Regions from separate parts of the Sus scrofa genome. Here region 1 is linked to region 2. A link is a contact called in public HiChIP or PLAC-seq data. All regions are on one chromosome and are shown on one strand. The core of a region is the stretch at or near the end of the contact, and the rest is flanking DNA. Distances in the headings are between cores, read along the strand shown.

The links. HiChIP or PLAC-seq counts read pairs in DNA pulled down with a chosen protein or histone mark.
Region 1: an H3K27ac HiChIP or PLAC-seq map of skeletal muscle shows a contact between it and region 2. The contact joins the promoter of HIPK3 here to the enhancer-like site in region 2. A contact is called at or near these places in 6 of 47 Hi-C or Micro-C datasets (fetal heart ventricle, fibroblasts, heart right ventricle and 3 more) and 2 of 2 datasets of contacts at active chromatin or transcription factors (alveolar macrophages and skeletal muscle).

What each region holds. Positions count from the first base shown.
Region 1 is chr2:27,681,370-27,687,218 of Sscrofa11.1, reverse strand. It overlaps HIPK3 (homeodomain-interacting protein kinase 3), which reads left to right and starts at 1,293. Exons shown (of 16, transcript XM_021083205.1): 1 at 1,293-1,902.
Region 2 is chr2:27,642,059-27,648,227 of Sscrofa11.1, reverse strand. The region is part of intron 2 of HIPK3 (homeodomain-interacting protein kinase 3); the gene reads left to right. Among named protein-coding and RNA genes, the nearest start is that of HIPK3, 41 kb to the left of the region's middle. Within about 2 kb of position 1,692, at least 9 of the 83 cell types and tissues checked have an H3K27ac peak or open chromatin away from gene starts, as enhancers often do. A contact at or near this core is called in liver and skeletal muscle, where this site is marked.

The DNA.
Region 1 (5,849 bases), core at 44-2,543, 39 kb before region 2:
TTTGAGTCATGTTTTTATCCTTTTTTTGGTTCTTTTAACTATTGCTTTTTAAACAAGTCAGAAGTAACTAAATACTAAGTAAAAAGGAATGGCTAACATGCTGCTATCTCTCTGAGAGACAGACAGTTTTGTTTTTCTGTTTTGGCAAACTTTACAACTGGTTATCCTCCCTAAGTTGAAAACAACCTTCTTTTGAAAATGCTACTTCCAACTGCTTCAAGGCATACTATCCGTTTCCCTTAAAGGCATCCTTCAAAATACTCTTCTCCCAGCTTGCAAAGCAGCCCGGAGTCAAGGTGTAGAATTAAATACGCAGCAATTTGCCACGCCTTTTGCCCTGCCTCTACGGCTATAGAAAGTGTCTGGGGACTAATACCTGCGCAGTAGAGGCAAGCCTAATGAAGATTTTCTAAGAAACTAAGAGAGGGCACTTCCATTCCTCAGAGAAAGGTGTTCCCAAAACGTTAAACATTAATTCAGGACAGAAAGGAAGAGAAAAAAGGTATATTTAAAAAGATCAACTATGAATGATAAATATTTAGAAGGTCAGTTGTTTCCTAGGGAAAAGAAGTGCAGACCAGGGCTTGGCTATATAACCTTGGACAAGTCACCTGAAGTTTGATTCCGCGCCCTACTTTGGACCGAGGATCTCTATGGTTCTTTCATCCCTAAGATTCTATGGTTCTATGATTCCGTTGTTTGAGATGGGCCATTCTGTTGATTTCCTCGTTTCCAGGAGGGAGCTAACTAGTTAGTCTCTGGGAGTGGGACTGACTACCTTGATGGAGAATTACCAACGCAGAGGTGAGTGAACTTCATATGTATGTACGAGGGTTTGGAGTTCGAACCGTTGACCCTTTGGGATGGGCGAGCGGGTAGGACTTATTTTCGACTGGAATTGTTCACTGTATACATTTCCCCTTTCTTTATTATTAAACCTTTAAAAAAAAAGGAAAAAAACCGCCAAGAAACAGACCCTAAAGGGGTAGAAGGGGGAAACTATGATTACGGGATTTCGAAAGGCCTGTAAAATCCTGCTTCCGCATTTTCATCCTTTCTTTGGTGGTTAGGATCGTTCAAAAAATACACATATTTGGTGGAGCGGGCCCAAGAGTGAGATTCAGAACAGAAGAGGGGGCGTTGGCGGAGGCTGCTTTTGCTGGCGCGCTGGCGTGAGGGAGCTGCGGGTCGGACCCACGCCGGCCGCCAGGCGGGCTCGAAGCTACAAGGGCGCGGCTGCGGGCGGGCGGGCCCCTGGGAGGGGCTTCGCGGAGGCGCCGCGGCCCGAGCCGAGCTGGGCCGCCCGGGCTCCGCACGCAGAGCGGCCGGGCGGGCGGTGGCGCTGCGGAGGCGGCGACCGAGGCCGGCGGGCGCAGAGGAGGGGCCCGAGACTGGGGCGGCCGGCGGCAGCCGCCTCCGTGACGACTGCCGGCAGCGCGGCGACCTGAGGATACCGAGCCGCGGGCCCCGCCGTCGCCGCCGCTCCCAGCTGTCTTCCTTCTCCTCGCCTGGCGTCAGGAATGGGCCTCAACCGCCGCGGGCCCCGCACCCCGCGCCGCCCGTAGGCCCCAGCAGTCGGAGGCCGGCCGGCCGGCCTCTGACCACCCCTCGCCCCAGCCGAGCCATCCCCACCCCATCTCCCTGGGAAAGAAGATGAGGGAGACGGGCCCGGCGCTCAGCAGCCAGAGCAGCAGCAGCAGCGGTCGGGGGAGGGTGTTTCGCCGTTTCTTCTTAGCCGCCAGGACAAGATGGCAGCGGCCGCGGAGAGGGGCTGAGCCCGGGCTGGGTGGTGCCGCCTGCTGAAGCGCCTGGCTCCCTGTCCCCGGCACGGCCCCGCACCCACCTCGGACATGCTCAGGGCTGCGGCCGCCCGACGAGGGGAGAGCGCAGGCCTCTAGGAAGGTAAGGGAACAGGGCGGGGGGCGTCCCATCCTGGGTTAGGGGCGGGGGAACTGGCTTCATTGGCCGCGCGTGCGGTCAAGGGGCCAGCGGACCTCTCCTCGGACCCCCGCCGGGCCCGGCATCCCCTGAGCGGCCCGCACCGGGCGCGCGAACTGCACCCCATCCGCGTTCTCCGCGCGCTCGTGCTCCGCGTGCTCGTGCTCCGCGTTTCCGCCCCGGCCCTCGCGGGGTGGCGGGTCCAGGCGTCTCCCTCGAGGCCCGGGCGCCCCCCCTGCGAGGCCGCGGACGCGGGGCCGCGCGTGGTTCCTGCGTGCGGTGGCGCAGCCTCCGGGAAGCTGCGCTTGGGCTGGGCCAGGCCGGGCGGCCCCCCGCCGCCCCCTGCCAGGGTTGCGCAACGGCTCTTCCCAGCAACCGAAGTTTTGTTTAGTCCCACTGGGGGCCTCTTCCCTCACCGTAGCCTGGGCCGTCACTACGGAGACCTCTTGTCTTTCATTAAGGGGAACGAACACAAACACACGCACGCACGCAACTTGAGCGCCGCGGTCGATGGCTGCGTCCCGGGCTTTGTGGCCCAGTCCCCGGCGTCGCCGAGCGGCGGGTTTGGAGGGTGTCCACTCCGGGGACGTGAGTGCGTGTGATTGTTGGGGAGGAGAAATGTGATCCGTCGCTCCGCGTCCCCCGCCGCGGCCGGAGGAAGGCGTGGCGGCCGCGCGGCGGGTCTGTTGCCGGCTTCTCTCGTTACGGTGGCGGCCGTCCGCTTCCCTTCCCGGCGCTGGGAGAACTCGCGGAAAGACCTCGGAGGAGAGCTATGTCTGTTTTCCTGTCGAGAGGGAGAAGGCTGTTTTAAAATGGTATGTGGCTCTCGGCAAAGCTGTTTCCCAGTCTTATCTGGGTTTGAGGAATTGCGCTAAAGGGTGTGTGCGTAAATTACCTTGGACCTGTTAACAGAGCAGTCACAACACGTTCAGTCCTTGAACCGTGTTTCCACAGCCTCTTCCTGCCCTGTTGGAATTTATTTTTCCACCTGTCGGTTCGCTGCTTCTAACTAATTCAAAGGTGCTTCTATTAGTAACAGTGAAGTTTTTCAGATTATCGTTCAGTTTACAGGGAAAGCTTATGGTTGGTTCTATTGTCAGCTTTATTTGATGTCTCTTTGGTCTAGGGCCAGAAAAGTTAGCTGGTAAACCAGTTTGTGCTTGTATTTATGTGTACCTTCTAGTTAGTAGTTGGAGATCGGCTGATTTTTTTTTTCTTTCTATTTTAGGTATTTCCTTGTTAGTTACTGAAGTGGAAGGATTTATAGTCACACCGTTTCAGTTTATTTCAAAGTTTTGATTGCTGGACCTTTTAAATTTTTAGGAGGTTCTTATTTTGATCAGTTTTTTGATGAAAACTTTTGAGTAGGATCAGTGAGTTTTGTTTGCTACCCAACTAAAAACACCTTAGTCCTGTATTCTCATTTAATTTTTCAGAAGCTATGCAAGCCTCACCATATGTTTGATAAGTCTAGATTCTGCTTATGCTTGCAAATGCAGTGCTAATTTTATACAATGAGCCATGATAAGATTTTGATAGGTCATGATTAAACTTAGTATTTAAGCAAACAAAATATGCCTGACCTTTTTTAAAAGCATAGTTTTTATAGTTTTGTTGGCTACCTTATGTCTTTATGCCTCTTAAGAGTAGTTGAAATGTAACCAACCAAATAAAGCTCCTTACTTTTAAATCACCAAGGCATTTCTTGGAATATTTATGGATGTATTTTTAAAGTATAGGGAACTCTATGAAATAGAATGCTCAGCCTGATGTTTTATTTTTGAAACTTGTTTTTAATTGTGTTAAGGAGAAGATGTGAAGATATATTTTGAGCTTTTGGACATCTCATTTTGTGTTTTTTTGTATTTATAGAAAAATTGAATAATTTGTTCCTTTATACTTAAGGCAGTATATTAAATTTGTGTGTGTATATGTGTGTATGTGTAGAGCCTTTCTATGTTTTAGAAAGATAAAATGAGCTTGAAATCTAGAACAGAACCATCCATTAAGTGTTTCAGATTTATATTTGGACATTGCTGACCACAGTAGCTAAACATACATATTAGGCAAGCAGATCACAACATGGTGAGCCAGTCCTAGTTTATTGTCATAATACCTTTTCCATTGAACTTGTCATTATCTTGCTTATAATCCAGTCATTGGCTTCTGGGCATGGAGTTTTAGAGTCATATAAAAGTGGATGGTTTTTATGAGATAATTCTTCTTGTAAACATGCTTGAAAAGAAGCTTCAGATCATGCTGTTTTAATTTTTTGGGTGTTCTGTCATGGGCATCATAAAATAAGGTACAAATTACAGAGGTAGGTTGCTATAGCTAGTTTGGCAGGGCACGTAAGTATTTGTTGAATGCAGGTTGTTGAAAGCCCTTTTTTTCTTGCAACTTAAAATAGCAACAGCTGTCAAGTGAACTTTTGATTGAGCTTTGTTTTAAATATTTGATATGTGAACGTTGATGGCATATATATGGAAGGGAGGAAGGGGAAAATGTAAATTTCAGAATGCTAAAATATTGTTTCCCAAGCCTGTTTCACATCCATTGAGTGGAAAGGCTGTATTCGTTTGCAAGTTATTTTCTGTTTGAATGTTAGAATGGCTTATTCTGATAGCTTTTGAGGTTAACTTCCTTAATGTAATGCTCTGATCGCAGCAGTTATATGATAGTATGGTAGATTAGAATTGCATTATTGGTGGTAAGTTTATTTCAGAGGCTTTAAATACATAGTTTCCATTGCAACTTTATATACATTTGAGTTTGTAGATGAAAAGATGTCATGTCAATATTTAGATTTAAGGAACTTTGAAATTCTCCATATTTAAAATAACTTTCTTGAGTTATTCTTGCCTTTTACCTATGAAAGGACACAAAATAACTTGCTATATGATTATATAGTTGCTGCCAAAAGAAATCTTCATGTAAAATTTCTGGGTTTGCAGCTGTCCTAATTGCCTAATGTCTGAAGTTGAGACTCTCAGTGTGGTATATTTAACTTGGAAGTTATTTTTGAAGACAGACTACTAGAACTTTGTTAAAATGGCGGAACCTATCAGTGTATTTTATTACATTTTTTTAAGCCCCCCCCCCCCATTCCCTGAAAGCTCTGTCATGGGTAATCCTTTCTACATGATACATATGTTAAGTCTAAGAAATTATTTTAAATGTTCTTACTGGTTCTGGATTCAATTGCTTAAAAAACATATCTTGTCTAGTACCTTTAAGCATTTAATACAAGTCGAACAGGGATATAGATTTGGAGTAGAAGTTTTGAATCAGTGGGGAATTTTAGGATAGCCAAAGCACTTTGGGGAAGTACAGTCCACTTCTTGTGGTTAGATTGGTATAATTAAGAGTGGTTTGGGGAAGAACAATTTAATGTTTGTGCGTTGCTTCTGTAGCTTTGTCATAGCTCTTCTTTTGGACTTTATCTTAATCAGTTAGCACCAAGATAGACCAGATATTTAGAGAAGGTGTGTTACACACTTTACCTAAATGTTTGTCCAGTTAGACCTTGACCAGTTTAGCAGATCGGGCTGTTCTCAGTTGATACTTGGGCCATATGTCACTGGACCAGGGCAACAAATTGCCTAGATTTTGAAATGCACCACTAGTATGCTAGCTAGGGTCTTAGAGCCTCTGCACTTGCTACTTATGTGGGAATTCAAAGAATTTGCTGGGGGGAGTTCCTGTTGTAGTGCAGCGGAAATGAACCCGACTAGTATCCATGAGGACATGGGTTCGATCCCTGAACTAGCTTAGTGAGTCAAGGATCTGGCGCTGCTGTGAGCAGTGGTGTAGGTCGCAGATGCAGCTCAGATCCTGAGTTGGCTGTGGCTGTGGCCAGCAGCTGTAGCTCTGATTGGACCCCTGGTCTGGGAATTTCTGTATGCCTCAGG
Region 2 (6,169 bases), core at 443-2,942:
AGGAACATATGCAGTTTATTGTTGGAAATTGTTAGAACGTGAGGATTGTACCTTTAGGCCCACGAGAGGTTGTTATTTTCTGGTATTGCGTGTGTCTTTGTACTATACCTCTTACATCAGTTAGCTTCTTGCAAATACATGCCTAGATACTATTTTTAAAACCTTTTAGATGGTTTAAAAGGCATTGTTGGGAGTTCCTGTGGTGGCGCAGTGGTTAACGAATCCGACTAGGAACCATGAGGTTGCCGGTTCGATCCCTGGCCTTGCTCAGTGGGTAAAGGATCTGGCATTGCCGTGAGCTGTGGTGTAGGTCGCAGACACGGCTTGGATCCCACATTGCTGTGACTCTGGGGTAGGCTGGCAGCTACAGCTCCGATTGGACCCCTAGCCTGGGAACCTCCATGTGCCACGGGAGCAGCCCTAGAAAAGGCAAAAAGACAAAAATAAATAAATAAATAAATAAAAATAAAAAAATAACAGGCATTGTAGTTGGGGCATTGTAGTAAATCTTAGGATCTCCTGTCATTAGATTTATTTGCCCCTTTGTGATCCTGGCAACATTTCTTTTTCAATTTAATGTTGCAAGATTAGATTGTTAATTTTTTTTTTGGAAAAATTATTTTAGTATTTTAAACAGCATGAGAGAAATAGTGTTACTTTCCCTTCTCTTTGTACTGTATGGATTCTGTCTTAGGAGCTTTTCTTTAGAAGTTAGCTAGCATGTTATATAAACCCCCAGGCTCCAGTTGCTTGGGCTCTATATTTAGTTCACTTGTTAGTAAATGATGTAATTATATTTGGGTCCTGCATTATTTGGCATATCAGATTTAGTAATGTGTGATACCTAGACTGCTTTTTCTTATTTGAAATCTTTTGGATGAGAGTAAAGAAGAGCTTAATTTTTATACTTGAAATTGATTATCTGTTTATTAAAATGTTTCAAGAGAGTAAAGGAAATCATTTCAAAAGCAGTCTAAAACACTAAATATTTTGTGTTATTGGTTTCTAGCATTAGGCCTTTGCACAAATACCAACCTCTTTTGGGAATGGAGGGAAAAAGCTATGAATAATTTCTCAGTACTAGTGGTTTCTACTTTGTTTTTATACAGATGTTTCAAGTAAATAATTTACCTGAATTTCAGGAGCTATACAGTTGTTAAATTACAGTTTCTGTGTTCAGAGTAAAAAAAAAAAAATGCAGATCTTAATTTGTAAAGGCTAGTTGTAGCATTTTGGTTGATGTTGGATAAAAAAAGATTTAAAAGTGGACTTTTACAAATTTTTAGTCCAGTGTAATTTTGCATAAAAATAGCAGGTTATTATTTTTCAGTATTTGCTTTCAGTTTATATTTGGAGCTTTGCCAATTCTGCCTTAGTTTTTGACTCAGGATACTTATAAACCTGGTTAGGCAATAAGTAAAAATGTCTTATACTTGATTTTTTTCCTCTTTATTAAAAATATATTGTATTTCAAAAATGAAAGCAGGAAGTGAAAACTTACCAAATTGAATATTTTTGAGCTAATCACAGTGGGAACACACATTGCCCAAATTCCAAAGCAAACAATTTGTGTTTAAACACAGGTTCATGTGTTAGTTATTCTGTTTCTTTGAACTGTGCAACACAGAAATGTAGTAGGGATATCTTAAAATAGACAGGGGACAGTGGCCAGAAATTGTTGACTACTATAGATGGTGAGGCTGTCTAGCTCTTGTAGTGATAGAAGCCAGAAGTACATGCTAAGGGCATTGATTTGCTCAAGGTCAGCATGTTCTAAATTCAGCTGCTTGAGTATGGTTTCTGTCAAGAACACGTAGGGCTCTTGAATGCATAAAAGGTTTTAGCAGCAGAAGGTGCTGTATTTATGAGGTGTGGTGGCACCATACAGGTCATAAATATCTTTTTCGTCTTTTTTTAAATATAGAATTTTGGCCTGTGGTTGAGTCATTTCAGAACATAGAGACAGGAAAGTGGGCTGGAAAGTAACCTATATAGCATTTATATTCTTTTCTACTGTACTGAGTAATTTAGCATTAATTTTCAGCGTTAGTTGTTGTTGAAGTAAATGATGGTGTGTTTTTTGACAGATGCGTCATGGTAAAATAAAATTCAAGTTTATTGGTTTTTGTTTATGGCATTCCCACCCTCTCATGCCTTTTTAGAACCTGAACAAAGACAGAATTCCTTTCACAAAATTAAGGCACATAGAATGATCCATAAAATAAAAGCTAATATTTATATAGGGTACTTTACAGTAATAGAAAATTATGTTTGTATACTGAATCCTTTTTTCAAGTACTTTTCCATATATTCCCTAATTTGTTTTTCATGTCTCAATCCCTGTGTTCTTAGCTAAGACACTTGGTGTCCACCAAGTGTAATTCCTGTTTAAGAAGTAGAACTCTGAGGCTTATACGCCAGGTTCAGGTTTACAGTCCATGTTTAACATAGCAATTAAAAAATATATATTTTTGGAGTTCCCATTGTGGAGCAGTGGAAACGAATCTGACTAGAACCATAAGGTTGGGGGTTTAGTCCCTGGCCTCGCTCAGTGGGTTAAGGATCTGGCGTTGCTGTGAGCTGTGGTGTAGGTCGCAGACGCGGCTCGTATGTGATGTTTCTGTGGCTGTGGTATAGGCTGGCAACTGTAGCTCCAATTTGACCCCTGGCCTGGGAATCTCCGTATGCTGTGGGTGCGGCCCTAAAAACCAAATATATATACACACACACACACACACACACACACCACACACACACACACACACACACACACACACACACACACACACACATATATATATTTGGAGTTTCCTTTGTGGCTTAGTGGGTTACAAACCTGACTAGTATCCATGAGAATGTGGGTTCAATCCCTGGCCTTGCTTAGTGGGTTAAGGATCCAGTATTGCCATGAACTGTGGTGTAGGTCTCAGACACGGCTTGGATCCGGCATTGCTATGGCTATGGCATACGCTGTCAGCTGCATCTCCGACTTGACCCCTAGCCTGGGAACTTCCATATGCAGGTGTGGCCCTAAAATATATATATATATATATATTTTTTTTTTTAACCTGTTATTTTAAAAAAATTTTATTGAAGTATAGTTGATTTACAATGTTGGATTAATTTCTGTACAGCAAAGTGAGTTGTATAGATGTATTTTCTTTTCATATTCATTTATATTATGGTTTATCACATATTGAATATAGTTTCCTGTGCTATACAGTAGGACTTTGTTGTTTATCTGTGCTATGTGTACTGATTTGCATCTACTAATTCCAAACTTCTAGTCCTTCCCTCCCTCACCCCCACCCCCACCCTCCCACCCCCGCTTCCTTGGCAACCACAAGTCTGTTCTCTATGTCTAACAGCAGTTTTTGTGTGCTGGCACTGTGCTAGGTGCTAGGGATACAGAAGTGATAAAAACATGATGTCATCATTTAATGGAAGAGAAAAACAGTTTGTCTTAACAAGTTCTAGGGTAGGTATGTGTGCAGGGTGCTGTGGGAACGCAGAGGAGAGCATTTAGCCTAATCTGAGGGTTCAGAGAGGGTGTCTGGGGAGCAATGAGCCTTAAGAGTAGAAGCATTAAGATTGACTAGTCTTAAGTAGTGTTCTCTCTCACAAACCCACCCTTACCTAAAAGCTCAGTATTGGCTGAAATTGCTGGCAGCTTCTTCTCTGTATCATAAGTTATTTTTGTTTGGAAGTCTTTATTAGAAAAATGAAAGGTTGTCAACTGGGTTTAGTTTTAAGTTTTAATGGAAGATTCCAAAAATCTATAATGAAGTGGTTTTCAGTACCATACATTGCGGCCGCAGACATAGATTACCTCAAATAAAATTTTTAACAGCTTTATTGAGCTATAATTCACATGCTGTAAATTTTATCCATTTAAAGTGTACAATTTACTGTCTTTTAGTATATTCGGAGTTGTACATTATTACCACATTTTTAGAACATTTTCCCTACTCCCCAAAGAACCCCCACCCCGTCTCCCCAGCATCCTTCCCACACCTCTAGCCCTAGGAAACCAAAAATCTGCCTTATCAGTGTAATGTTTTCAAGATTCATTTGAGCTGTAGCATGCATCAGCACTTCATTTGTTTGTAGTTGTTGCCAAATACTCTATTATATATTATATCACAGTTTATGTATCCATTCATCAGTTCATGAAGACTTTAATGAAATGATACCTGTAATATGGCCTGTGATTAAATCTTCCGTTCAAAGTATTCAGTGCCTATAAATTGTAAAGTATTATGCTTGAGGGTGGTTATACATTGAGGAGCAAAGATATAGATCCTCCCATTCTGATTCTTACAATGTGCAGTTAACCAAAAAAGTAAAGTACTCTAATGGGAAAATAAGAGGGAGAGAGAATAAGATGGACTTAGTTTTTGGTTTTGTTTTTTAACTTTTTACTTTGCAGTAGTTTTTTTAGAGATACAAAAAAGTTGCAAAAATAGTACAAAGAATTCCTGTAGGCCCTTGACCCAGATTCTCCAAGTGTTTCAAATTTAAACATTTTACCATCCTAGTTTTATCACTCATTCTTTCTCGATGTGTGTGCATACACAGACACATATTTTTTCGTATAGTGTTTGAGAGCAGGTTCCAGATGTGAAGCTCCCTTACCTCTAAATTTAATTATGTGTAAGAGAATGTCGTTATGTTTAGGAGTACTTTTGTCCTAAATGTAAGGATGGTCTCTTGCATAACCCCAGTAAGTAGTCAGAATTGTCATTGGTTAACATCAGCTCGATATTATTGGTTGGATGAACTGTTTGAACTACTCAATACTATTTGAGGAAATAAAAATCAATTCAATACTAGTAGCTTAATACAGATTTTGTCTTTTGCCTCACTGTTTACTTTTTCCTTGCCCAGAATTCAATCTAAGATCACACATTGTAATATACATACAAAAAATTGTAATATACATACAAAATGGAGCACTACTCAACCATTAGAAAAAATGAAAATTTGGGAGTTCCCTTGTGTCGCAGTGGGTTAAGGATTGAGTGTTTGTCACTGCAGCAGCTTGGGTCACCGCTGTAGCATGGGTTTGATCTCTGGCCTGGGAACTTCCACATTGCCACAGCCAAAAAAAAGGAATGAAATTTCACCATTTACAACAACATGGATGTACTTGGAAGATATTATGCTAAGTGCAGTAAGTCAGACAAAGACAAATACTGTATGATATCACATGTGGAATATAAACAGTAAAATAGATTAATGAATGTATTAAAAGAAGATGTATAGAACAAACTAGAGGATACCACTGGGAAGATAGAAGAGGGGAGGGGCTAGAGAGGAGTAGGGGATTAAGAGGTACAAACTGCTATGTATAAAATAAATAAGATACATGGATAGGGAGTTCCCTTTGTGGCTCAGTGGTTAACGAACCTGATGAGGATCCGTGAGGATGCAGGTTTGATCCCTGGCCTCGCTCAGTGGGTTAAGGATCTGTTGTTGTCATGAGCTGTGGTATAGTTCACAGATGCAGCTCGGATCCTGTGTTGCTGTGGCTGCGATGTAGGCTAGCGCTGTAGCTCTGATTCAACCCCTAGCCTGGGAACTTCCATATATGCCCCAGGTGTAGCCCTAAAAAAAAAAAAAAAAAAAAAAAAGATACGTGGATGTATTTTAGAATACAGGGAAAATAGCCACTAGTTTATAATAACTATAAGTGGAGTTTTAGTTTCAAAATTATTAATCACTGTGTTACACCTCTAGCTTATATAATATAGTACATCAACTGTATTTCAAAACACACACACACACACACACACACACTATTCTCCATTTCTCTCTTTAGTGTCCTCTAATCTGGAGTAGCTCTTTGTTTTCTTTGGCTTTCGCAACCCTGACACTTTTGAAGAGCACAGGCCAGTTATACAATGCTCTCAGTTTGAGTTTGTCTGATGTTTTCAGGTTTTATGTTTTAACTTAGAAAAGTGATGCTTTGTCCTCACATATTGGGAGGCACATGATGTCAACTTGTCCTCTTACCTGTGTTGTCTTTGATCACTTGACTGAGGTGATGACTGCCACATTTATCCACTGTAAAGATTTTTCTTTGTAACTAATAAGTATATTATGGAGAGGTACTTTGAGACTATTCACATATATGGTTTCTCATCTTATTTTCACAGACCAATTTTAG